Linked DNA regions of Mus musculus: region 1 is linked to region 2. Evidence: chromatin contacts called from public Hi-C data. All regions are on one chromosome and are shown on one strand. Each heading gives the region's core, a stretch centred on a gene start, on an enhancer-like site or on the middle of the called end of the contact. The rest is flanking DNA. Distances are from core to core; before and after follow the strand shown. Region 1 holds the start of Tbc1d8b (TBC1 domain family, member 8B). Region 2 overlaps Rnf128 (ring finger protein 128).

What was found. A called contact is a pair of places that touch in the nucleus more often than the background predicts.
Region 1: a contact with region 2 is called in a Hi-C map of liver, with 1.8 times the contacts expected there. The contact joins the promoter of Tbc1d8b here to the enhancer-like site in region 2. A contact is called at or near these places in 2 of 484 Hi-C or Micro-C datasets (cranial neural crest and liver), 1 of 115 datasets of contacts at active chromatin or transcription factors (embryonic stem cells) and 1 of 9 other capture datasets (adipose tissue).

The regions. Positions count from the first base shown.
Region 1 is chrX:139,682,714-139,688,382 of GRCm38.p6, forward strand. It overlaps Tbc1d8b (TBC1 domain family, member 8B), which reads left to right and starts at 2,283. Exons shown (of 21, transcript NM_001081499.2): 1 at 2,283-2,597. The coding sequence starts at 2,468.
Region 2 is chrX:139,636,506-139,641,845 of GRCm38.p6, forward strand. All of the region lies in intron 1 of Rnf128 (ring finger protein 128), which reads left to right. Among named protein-coding and RNA genes, the nearest start is that of Rnf128, 29 kb to the left of the region's middle. Within about 2 kb of position 4,081, at least 11 of the 459 cell types and tissues checked have an H3K27ac peak or open chromatin away from gene starts, as enhancers often do. A contact at or near this core is called in liver, where this site is marked.

The DNA.
Region 1 (5,669 bases), core at 1,033-3,532, 44 kb after region 2:
TGTGTCACAGTGGGGGTGGTCTTTGAGACCCTTCTCCTAGCTGCCTAGAAGCCAGTCTTATCCTGTTTGACTTTGGAACAAGGTGTAGAACTCTCAGCTCCTTCAGCACCATGACTGCCTGGATACTACCCTGCTTCCCACTATGATGATAATATACTGAACTTCTGAACCTGTAAGCCAGCCCTAATTAAATGTTGTCCTTTATAAGAGTTGCCTTGGCAGCATAGACACACAGGTCCAAGGCCCCTGGCAAATATATATTAGGGGACTGACTGGTCTGGTTTCAGTGGGAGAAGATATACTCAATCCTTGAGAGACTTGAGGCCCCCAGGGAAGGGGGATGCCTGGTGGTGGGGAGCACACTCTAGGAGGCAAGGGAGGAGGAATGTGATGAGAAATTGTGGGAGGGGAAACAGGAGGGAAGGCAATGGCTAGAATGTAAATAAATAAAATAAGTAAAAAAAAGAGTTGCCTCGGTCATGGTATCCTTTCACAGCGATGAAAATCCTAACTAAGACACTTATTAATGAGCATAGCATGCGATACATTAAGTTCCAGGACAATATCAGCAGCGATATTCAAGATTGTTTGTAATTCCTAAGTATTTTACAGGAATATTCATAATTGGACAATGAAAAGAATGCCATGGTATTTTAAATGTGGTTTTAGAGAAACAATTATTTGCAAAGACTTGAAGTACATTATGATCAAGACAAATTTTAGCGCAATAGACATAATTCAATTTGAAAACTGTTTTCTTTATACAATCAGTGAAGTGTTTGTTTATAAATGCAAAAGTGTTCTAAATCCCCAGCTCCAGCTCCAAGCTGGAAGTGGGCCTGATCTTAAGACAGAGTATCTGGGTAGCCCTGGCTGGGTTCAGCGTACAGAGAAGGAACCATCCAATCCTGATGCTCTTTGCCATAACTAGAACCATAAGCATACTGACGGACAATGGCGGCTGGAACTGTACAAATGAAGGAAGACAAAGGCTATCCACATTTGCTGCATTTATTGACCTTTTACTGTGAAGAAATGGAGAAACGATGTGCCTTAATACACCTTCAAAGGGTGACTTTGCGCTAGGAAACACTCTGCCTTGGGATTTTGCTTTGTTGGTGGTGGTGATGGTTGCGTTTTTCTTCCACAAAAATAAATACTTGCTTGTGACATATACCTGCTTCGCCAGAAACCGCCCAAGTCTTGGAAGATTTAGCCTGGAGACACTCCTTGGGGCAGAGTTCACTGGCTCCAGGACTCCTAGTCTGAGTGTCCCAGTCCATTGTCTTAGCCACATGGCCCTATATCTTTATTTTGAATACCTTGCCAACTTCTCAGGACCTTTTATTTGCATTCTTTCTGTAAGCCAGTTTTCACTTTCACTCTATTCTTTTCCTGTCGGGATTGAGTTATCCTAACAACAACAATAACAACAACCAGCCCTCAAATAATTCCTCACAGCAGAACTCTTTCATTTTAGTGCGTAGGCTGTTGTGCAGCATTGTCAAGGTATCAAGAAAATAGGCTGCCCTGCCCTGCAAGGAATTTCGGGTGTTTGTTTGTTTTTTAAGGTTAAAAAAAAAAAAAAGAAATACCTAAAAAGTTGGAGTAGAGATTTTTCAGCCAGTAGTCAAATAAACAGAGGCAGCATGGGGGAAGGGATAATCGCAAGTGTGTGTGTGTGAAGAAGTGTTTTCTGAGATTTACATTCTTCTGGTATGAATGGACAGAATTTAATTTAGGCAAGGCTTTTGAATAACAAGTCTATTCACCCACTGTGAGAGCGTGGGTAAGTAACTTCGCTTGCTAGCGCTTAGCGAGCAAAGCGGAGGATCCACTTTGAAAGATTTCCCTGAGGATTACCTGAGAAATCACCTACTACCTAATAGGCGCAAAGTAAATGGAAGTTGCTGCAGGCTACTGCTTCCTGGATGGGCCATTACTCAAAAATGCCGGAAACTTTGTTTTCAACAAACTAGTCCTCTCACTATAAAAGAACTAGGAACACTGCTGTCATACACGGGGTTAGCTTATTTGAAGCAAAAAGACAAAAGAAAACCCTCTTTAACTTTACACAGGCTAAACTCACTTAACTGGTGGCGGGAGCGCCTCAAAGGCGCCCCCAACCCACCCAACTAGTAACCCAGTGCATTGTGGGAAATGTAGTCTAGGGCTATATTAGACCGGGTACGGGAAAAGTGGATAGAAAACTACAACTCCCAAGAGGAGGTGAAGCGGGGCTATTTCCCAGTCTGGCAGTAGCTCCGTGGGAGGGAGTTGGCACTCTCTCTGCCTACGTGGGAGAGAAGGCACGGTTGGGGGAAGTGTGGAAAACCTCCGGAGGCGCCGCCGCCAACGGAAGACTTGGTGGGAGGAGAAGTAGAGGGGTAAAGACAGGCTGGGAGGGTGGAGGTGAGGAGGACAAATAGGTCGCCTCCGTTCCCGAGGCGGCACAAAGTTCTTCAAGATGTGGCTGAAGCCCGAGGAAGTGCTGTTGAAAAATGCGCTGAAGCTGTGGCTGATGGAAAGATCCAACGAGTACTTTGTCCTGCAAAGGCGTCGAGGCTACGGGGAAGAAGGAGGAGGGGGACTTACAGGTAAGAGGTTGTGGCCAGCTACACCTGCGTTAGGGCTGGGTCCGCTGTCACTGAATAGGTGGCAAGGCAAACAGTTACTCGTCGCTGCCCGCTGCCTCATCTTAAACCCAGGGCGACTGACTGGGGAATTCTGCTCCCGCCACCACCTTTCCTCTGCTACCACCGCGTCCTGACTGTCTTGCACAGGACTCCCAGTTGCTCTTTGGGTCTTACCGCGATAGGAGAAGCTAAGGGGGTTTCCAGTACCTGATGGGTCGCTTCCCATGGCGAAGGGGGCTGATGGGCAGTGCAGTGCGCTAGCTAGACTAGTCCCGTTAAGACAGGCGAGGAGAGCGGGTTCGCGGGTGTGGACTTAACTTTTTTTCCAAAACCTATACAAATAATCACCACCCTAGGGAGTGAGTGCGAGTGTGTGAGGGGCATTGCTAGGACATGGGAATCCTAAGGAGAACGAAGTGCCCCAATCACACCTTGAGAGAGAGGCTGCAAGTGAGATTTGGGTCGGGGCATGGGGCTGCTTGATGCTGGGGAAGTGAAGGAGTAGCCCTCAGAATTACTCACCTCCTCTCAGTTTCGCGTCTTTTGCTATATCCAAGTTTTCAACCCTTGGAATCCCTGTATTCTTCTAAGAGTACATTTCTCTCCAGTGAGTTTGGCTCTGCCCCTTCTTTCAAAGATGTGTAAACCAAACCAATTAAACAAGAAGGAGACTCAACTCTTCTAAGCCAGTCTCCCACAGTTGTTAATCTTAATTCAAAACTGGTCCATGTCTGAAGATTACAAAGAAGGCTGTTTTTAGATCCTTAGTCTTCCATAGGGGCTTTTTACAAATTTGGACCTTGGAGAGACAAGAGCTGTTTTTCATGGTAATTCTTAGTTTGGTATTAGGGCTTTGAAGTGGTGGAGCAGCTTAATTTGGGGAGGGTGATGTAGAGGGAAGAAGCAAAAATCTGACCACCTGAATTTTGATCATATCCTTACCTCTTGCCTGTTGGATGGCATTGATCAAATTCTTTCATATATGCAATCTTTTTTTTTTATGGTGGGTTTAAACTGCTTTTCTCTTCTGAGATTCTTTTTTTATTGATCATTTTATTTGTTTACATTTCAAATGTTATCCCCCTTCCTGGTTTCCCCTCCACACCCCCTTATCCCATATCTCCCTGCCCCCCTCCTCTTTGCCTCTATGAGGGTGCTCCTTCAACCAATCACCCACTCCTGCCTTACCACTCTTGATTCCACCTATGATGGGGTATAAAGTCTCATATATGCAATCTTAAGGTACCACTTTGTGCTAGAATTATAATTTTGGTCACTGCCTTTAAAGTGCTGGGTTGAGAGAGGAGGGTGGAAGTAGACTAGGAAGATTAACTAGTTTACTAGAAAAAAATAGAATCAGAACCAAAGGACTACTGAAGGGTTGAAGGAAGAAGTTTCGTGGCTTATGTGACATTGATCTTCTTTGGCTAAAAAGAATGGTGCTTACTCTATGGAGATATGCGTGTAAACTGTAAGATAATGTTCATAAAGGTATGTTTATGTTAAGGCGAGCCTCCTCTAATGTGGATAGAATTCATATGTCCTATGAGATATATGACTTTACAACTAACAATCATCTGACTTATCCAACTTCTAAAAAGGGCCTTCAGGCAGTATGGGAACAAAAATTGCCCCTATAATAAAAGTAGCATTTTACATTTTTTCCTGAACTTTAAAAATTACAAGTTGTTTTAGAGAAAAGTTTTCATTGAAATGACAGTTTCATTCAAATAGAAATTTCTTTTTAAAATTAATTACTTTCTTTATTTACATCCCAAATGTTGTCCTCCTCCTGGTCCCCCCTCCCAAAGTTCTTCAACCCATTCCCCCTTCACATCTGTGAGGGTCCCATCCCCCTTTCTCTGTGGTATCAAACAGGTCAATTAAAATGGATTTTCTCTTTACCCCACTCACCTCTTTTATTAGTTCCCCATTGCTAGAACACAAGGAACTTCGTCTGAAGAAATAAATGAAAATTTCTATCACTTGCAGATATGTGCTGTGATGAGTAACTTATAGTCAATTTGTATCTGCATGACTGTTTTCCTTGTGACAATAACATGCCTGAAATAACCACCAAAGTCATATAAATTTAACAAAATAACTCAAAAAGGAGCAAAGAGATATTTTAAATGTTTTTGTTGTTGTTGTTGTTCCGTTTGGTTCAGAGCAAAAGTGTATGCTGATTTTCATGGCTGCCTAACTACTGCCTTCTTAGTTAAACTTGTGGAGCTAAGAGCTGTGCTGTCCTCATTTCCATTAGCTTTCATCAGAGCATCAGTATAGGCCAGCATAAACCTGCCTTTGCCCATTTTATGTATTTGATATGTTGTCGTGTTACGTACTATCCCTTTATAAGATTAGTTTATGTTTGGTATAATGGAGAAATGACAGTGACCTTTGAGAAATGTTAATAATTGTACTTTAAAATTTGTTTTCTTTGATATGCGATGATTGGGAGTAATCCCCACCCCCATAATATTATATCTTGAGTATAGATTTGATGAAATTTAGTTGATTCCATTTGAGTGGGGGAGTCTAATTATATAGCTCAGGCCAGCTTCAAACTGACAGTTTTTCTTCCTCATCCTCCCAAATGCTGGTATGATAGGTATTCACTACCACACTAAGCTTGGTGAACTAATTTTTCTTTCATAATGATGATTCTCTCAAAAGAATCTTCACATTAGAGTCCCAAGGTCCCTTTTCTAGAATTATAAGATATTTTTAGTGGGCATCTGGTTAGATTACTGATCATTTATCAAACTTTGTCTTTCTTAGTTATCCTAGGTTACAGCAGAATGGAACTTTTGTAAAAAATTTTTTGTTATACCCAAAGTTGTTATTGTTGCTTTGGTTTCTTGTTTATTTAGAGACTATTTTACCCTGGGTTTTTCTAGTTGCCTCACATTCTCCCTTGGTTGAGAAAGGTAAAGACTGCACGATTGCAGCTAAATTTAGCCCCTTGTTTGATGTAATTAAAATAATTTATGCATACTTGGCTTATTAAGCACAAATCAGCAATTTTCTCTG
Region 2 (5,340 bases), core at 2,831-5,330:
ACACTAGATACATTTTTGTTATAACATATTATCACTTTTCCATTAATTAATTAATTTTATATCCCAATTGCTGTTCCCTCCCAGTTCCTCCCTCACATAGTCTCTACCTCTTTTGAGAGGGTAAGACACTCCCCTGTTATCCCCCCACCTTGGCACAGCCTAACCCTGCAGTGATACATTTTATTTTATAAGAGAAGGACTTAGCTAAACATATTTGATTATGTTGAATTATTATGTCTGATACTAAAAATGTTGGAAAGATGGCTCAATGCAGAAAGCACTTGGCATGTAAACATCAAGACCTGAGTGCAAATCTCCAGAATCTAAGGAAAGCCATGCAGAGTAGTGTATGCATCTGTAAGCCCAATTCTCATAGAGGTAAAATAGAGAAAGAGACAGGAAAATTTCAAGAAGCTCAAAGGCTAGCTAGCATGTAACATACAGTGGAGAAAAGTGACAAGAGACCTTGTCTCAGTTAAGGTGGAAAGTAAATACTGGTTAAGCCTAGGTTGTCCTGATGTCCACAAGTATGTCATAGCATGTGTGTGTACTTGTATTCACATGTTAATGCATGTACATATAATACACAAAATTAAAAAGCTACTTACATAAATATGGTTAAATTTTACTATTTGTGTAAAGCAATTTTTCCAGTAAACCTTACTTGAATGAAACATGTAACTTCCTAGATATCCCCAAAAAGAAAACCATTGCTAATAGTGAATTACAGACTTTTTCCACTCAAAAAAAAGATTCTTAGTTTAGAGAGGGAGTTGGTATGCTGATTTAAGTTGTCAGACAAAATGAAGAGCTAGGTGGAAATTAAAATTCAAATGATAGGTGCTAGGGAGATAGTTTAGTGGGTGGTAAAGGCATTGCTACTAAGCCTGATAACATGAGTTCTATCCCCAGGAACTACTTTGTAGAAGGAACAAACAGACTCTCACTCATGCAAATGTGTTTACACACATGTACACACAAACACACACATGCACGCTAAACAATGATTAAAAATGAAACCGATGGAACATTTGCTTTCATTCTGGAAGACTATGAACTGGACCATCAGAGATACAGAGGCAAATGGGAGAGGGGGCAGTAATCAAGATGTATGCTGGGGACTTGAGGATGAGAGTACAAAAAAATAGAGTTATGGAAAAGCGAATGACAATAAATGGCTGCATGTGGTTGAATCTGAGTATGCACGAAGTATAGTGTAAGAGAGATATACCTAACTGGACAACTCCATTCAGACTATATCAAATGAGATTGTATACCCTAGGCCAAGGAGTCAGGCTTCAATGAGTAATATAGAATAAGTAAAAATTCTGAGCAGGATATAATCACATATGCCACACAAAAAGCAAGAAACAAAAAAATCAAAAAACAAAAATTAAAAAAAATGAAAATAATTCTGATGAAATTTTAAGGGAATATAGTTAAAGATAATCACTGAACATTGAGGATACTGGATGTAGGAAAACCAGAAACAAGTTAGGTTATAGAAATATGCCAAGGAATTATAAAAGCAGCACGAATATGAAAAAAATATTTTGATAATGGAAGACACCAAGAAAGATAGATTTACATGACTGATAGGCACATACTAAAGGGTTAAAATGGAGTTTCCCTGTCTTCACCTATTGTTTGGCTGTGGGCCTCTGCCTCTGCTTCCATCAGTTACTGGAGGGAACCTCAATGATGGTGATTGGGCTAGGCACTGAATCCTGAGTATAATAGAATATTATTCGAATCATTTCATTGACTTGTTTGTCAGTTGTGTTTGGTTCTACCCTAGGTCTCTGAGCTTCCAGATTCCGCCCATCTACATAGTGTTAGGCATGGGCTGACTCTTCTGGTGTGGACCTCAATTCATACTAGTCATTGGTTGGCCACTCCCACAATGCTCTGGGCCACCATTGCCCCAGTGATAACCATGGAGCCTGTACCAGGCCCTCTGAATATGATGTGCTGTGGGTTTAGGGTAGAGTTATGTTTAAACTCCTAACAATGGAGCATGTGTCTCTGACTCTTGCCTGCTGATGGGACCCTTTTCCTCCTACTGGGTTGCCTTGTCCAGCCAGCTTTGACACGAGGGTCTGTGCCTGGTCTTATTTTAAAACCTGCTCTTTCCTGAAGGGAAACAGGGGAGAAGTGAGGGGAAGTGTGAAGAGGACTGGAAGGGAGGGAGGGATGGAGGGAGGGAGGGAGGGAAGGAGGGGAGGGAGGCTGTGGTTGAAAAAACATAGTAAATGTTTTTTTTTTTTTTAAAGATGACTTTGTTGATACTTAGAGCATGTGACTCGAAGCATTGTGATGTCATTATCTGTGATTGGGAACAGTGGATAAGTAGCACTTTTAGAAAGCTGTAAGGCATTGAGGAAGAAGAGAACTACAGTAATGTCTAGGATAGAGCAAAATAAAAAAACAAACAACAATAACCAAGAAAATGTTTACAGGGCTGGGGAGAAGTAGCAAAGTACTTGATTTGCAGTCCTAGCATCGGAAAAGCAGAGAAGGGAGCATCCTTGGGGCTTGTGGCCAAGCCCATCCAGATCAGTGGGCAAACTCAAGGTTCAGTGGGAAAATGTGTTTCAAAAAATAAGATGGAAAGAAACGAAGGAAAACAACTTGACATTGAACCCTGGCTTGCCCATACATGAGGACATGCCCCTAACACACATACAAACACACACACAGACACACACACACAGACACACACACCTCAAAAAAAGAAATGCCTTTCTTCAAAATGTCTACTTATTTAAAATTTATATAAATGGGGGGAATGCACTGGTATCATACAAAATATTCTTCTAAGTGGTCCTTCAGCCTCTGAGCCATGTTGAAATGAGACATGCGTCTTTTATATGACTGGGAGTGTAATTCAGTGTATTTCACTGTTCAACTTCAGAAGGTATGTATGAATATAGATTGTGGGTATTGAAACACAAACGTGTTCCTGATATATACACAGTGTACATTCTTGACTTTTAATTTTTAAGTCTGCATACAGAGTGGCTAGTCTGAGTAGCCACTTCTGCTGCTTCATCTGTATCTTCTAAAGGGGGGGGGGTAAAAACTCTAGAATTCTACTAGTCACTTATTAGAGGGTCACATCCATGATGTATAAAGAATTCTTTCAAATGGCAATATTTTCTAAAGTTAACTTTTAAAAGTCGCTGTACTGTCAAATATCATATCCATTACAGTATCACACTATGTGACTAATGAAAATTTTCCAGACAGATGTTTCCCTTATAGGAAAAAAAGACAGAATGTTAGGTTTTAGTTTCATGGCTAGAAATTTAAAAACAACAAAGACCCTTTTCCTCCTAACTTACAAATTCTTTTACCCATAAGGGAAATTTTGGTCATATGTTTTAGATGAAATTTAGTCATGTTTGTTTTAGATAAAGATAGAGGAAATGCTGCCTGCATTTTATACTCTCTTCACTTCCTGTACCTTCTGCATTTTTGTTCCACGGAAATAGGACAGTGAGCCATTAACTTCTATCACACCGAGTTGTCTGTCATGCATCAGTCAGTAGGAGCCCTAAGAATTTTAACTGTCACTTGCAAAGATAGTTTTTTTTTGGGGGGGGGAGTAGGAGGCTTTAACTATCTATAGGAATGAGCTGGAGAGAACCAGAAGAGCCAGGTTTGGTTCCCAGACACATAGTAGTTTCTAAGTATCTGTAAGTGCAGTTTCATGGGCTCTGACAGCCACCTGTCACTGTAGTGCATGCACATTGTTCATGGTGCTCATAAAGACATTCACACAAACACTCATATGCATCAACTGATAAAAGGATCTTTGGTGATAGCTTTTGAATATATTAGGGAAGGATCCAAGCCTGGGTACTCAATGGTGTTTCTAGGTGGCCCAATCTTTTGTCTTTTGCTACTCAGAGCTGTAAATTTCAAGGATTGTTTATTTGGGTTAAAAAAAATCCACAATATATACCACCATTTAAGATTTTTTACTCTTAGTCCTTGAAAATGGAAACACTATCTTAGTATTGTCCTTTGTGTTTAAATTCTAGTCTAAAGGTCTTATTTGTAGGTGGTTGTTTATTCCAGGCTGGAGTTTAATCATTAACCTTGAGTAATACCTTAACCTAGTATCAATAGGGGGTTTCTCTGGTTGGCAATACATTAACATTCAAAGAACCCTTCTTTTGCTTAGGATCATTCATCTTGGGTCATAAAAACTAGGAGGATTATAAACCTTGATAAGCATTGGAATGACTTAAACAATGACATTTTCAGAACATTGAGAAAGATAAGGTTTGTCTTGCTTTTCTAACCAAACATGTTTGGGAGTAGAAAGGTTATTACAGATATGAGATCTTTAGTAACAGTAGTAGTGTAAGTTCAGGTTTGTCCTTAACTGGCACTAAATAGAAACGAATACTTCTATCACCACTTTGTGTTATTTTCTTTGCTACCCTGAACAGGCCTATATATAAAACCTTAGAGCTCTTGAAACAAAATATCTGCCTACCTGCCTGCCTGCTTGCTTTCTCTTTCCTTTCTTGTAATAAATGTTAGATGGATCAAGATTAACCTTTTATTTTGTTATTCTTTTCTTCTTTATTATGTTTTGTAAGACATAGAACATAAGAAAGAAAGAAAGAAAGAAAGAAAGAAAGAAAGAAAGAAAGAGAGAGAGAAAGAGAGAGAGAGAGAAAGAAAGGAAGGAAGGAAAGGAAAGAGAGAGAGAGAGGGAGGGGGAGAGAGAGAAAAAGAAAGAAAGAAAGAAAGAAAGAAAGAAAGAAAGAAAGAAAGAAAGAAAGAAAGAAAGAAAGAAAGAGTTGCCTTCTATTTCATACATGGATAGAATGAGCTTTGTCTGTATTAGCCTACCCATTGCCTTCTCTTGTCTCATTGTCTTCGCCTTTCACTAGTCTGCTTCTCCTTCTCAAGTAGCTTGTGCAAATTTGATATTATCTTTAAAGATGTAGAAAAATACCACATTGTGATCATGTGATGGACTGTCAAACATATATGAGATGATTTGTCAAAAATCCCTATATTGATACATAAAGCTTTATATATATTAATATTGAGTAAATATGACAATCTGCCTACTTATAAATTAAAAAAAAAGATACATCTAAGTATTTTAATAATCCCGTGGAGGTAAGTTCTATTGTTTGTCAGTAGTGGACTATTTGTCATTAAGAAGGCCTTCACACAGTTTGCATATTGGGGCAATTTCTTAGGCCTGTACTCCTAGCTACTCAGGAGGATCAGGCAGAAGGACCTGAGTTTCAGGCTTGCCTGGGATGCAGAGTGAGACAAGCAACCTAGACTCCAAGTGTAATGCGTTGAATT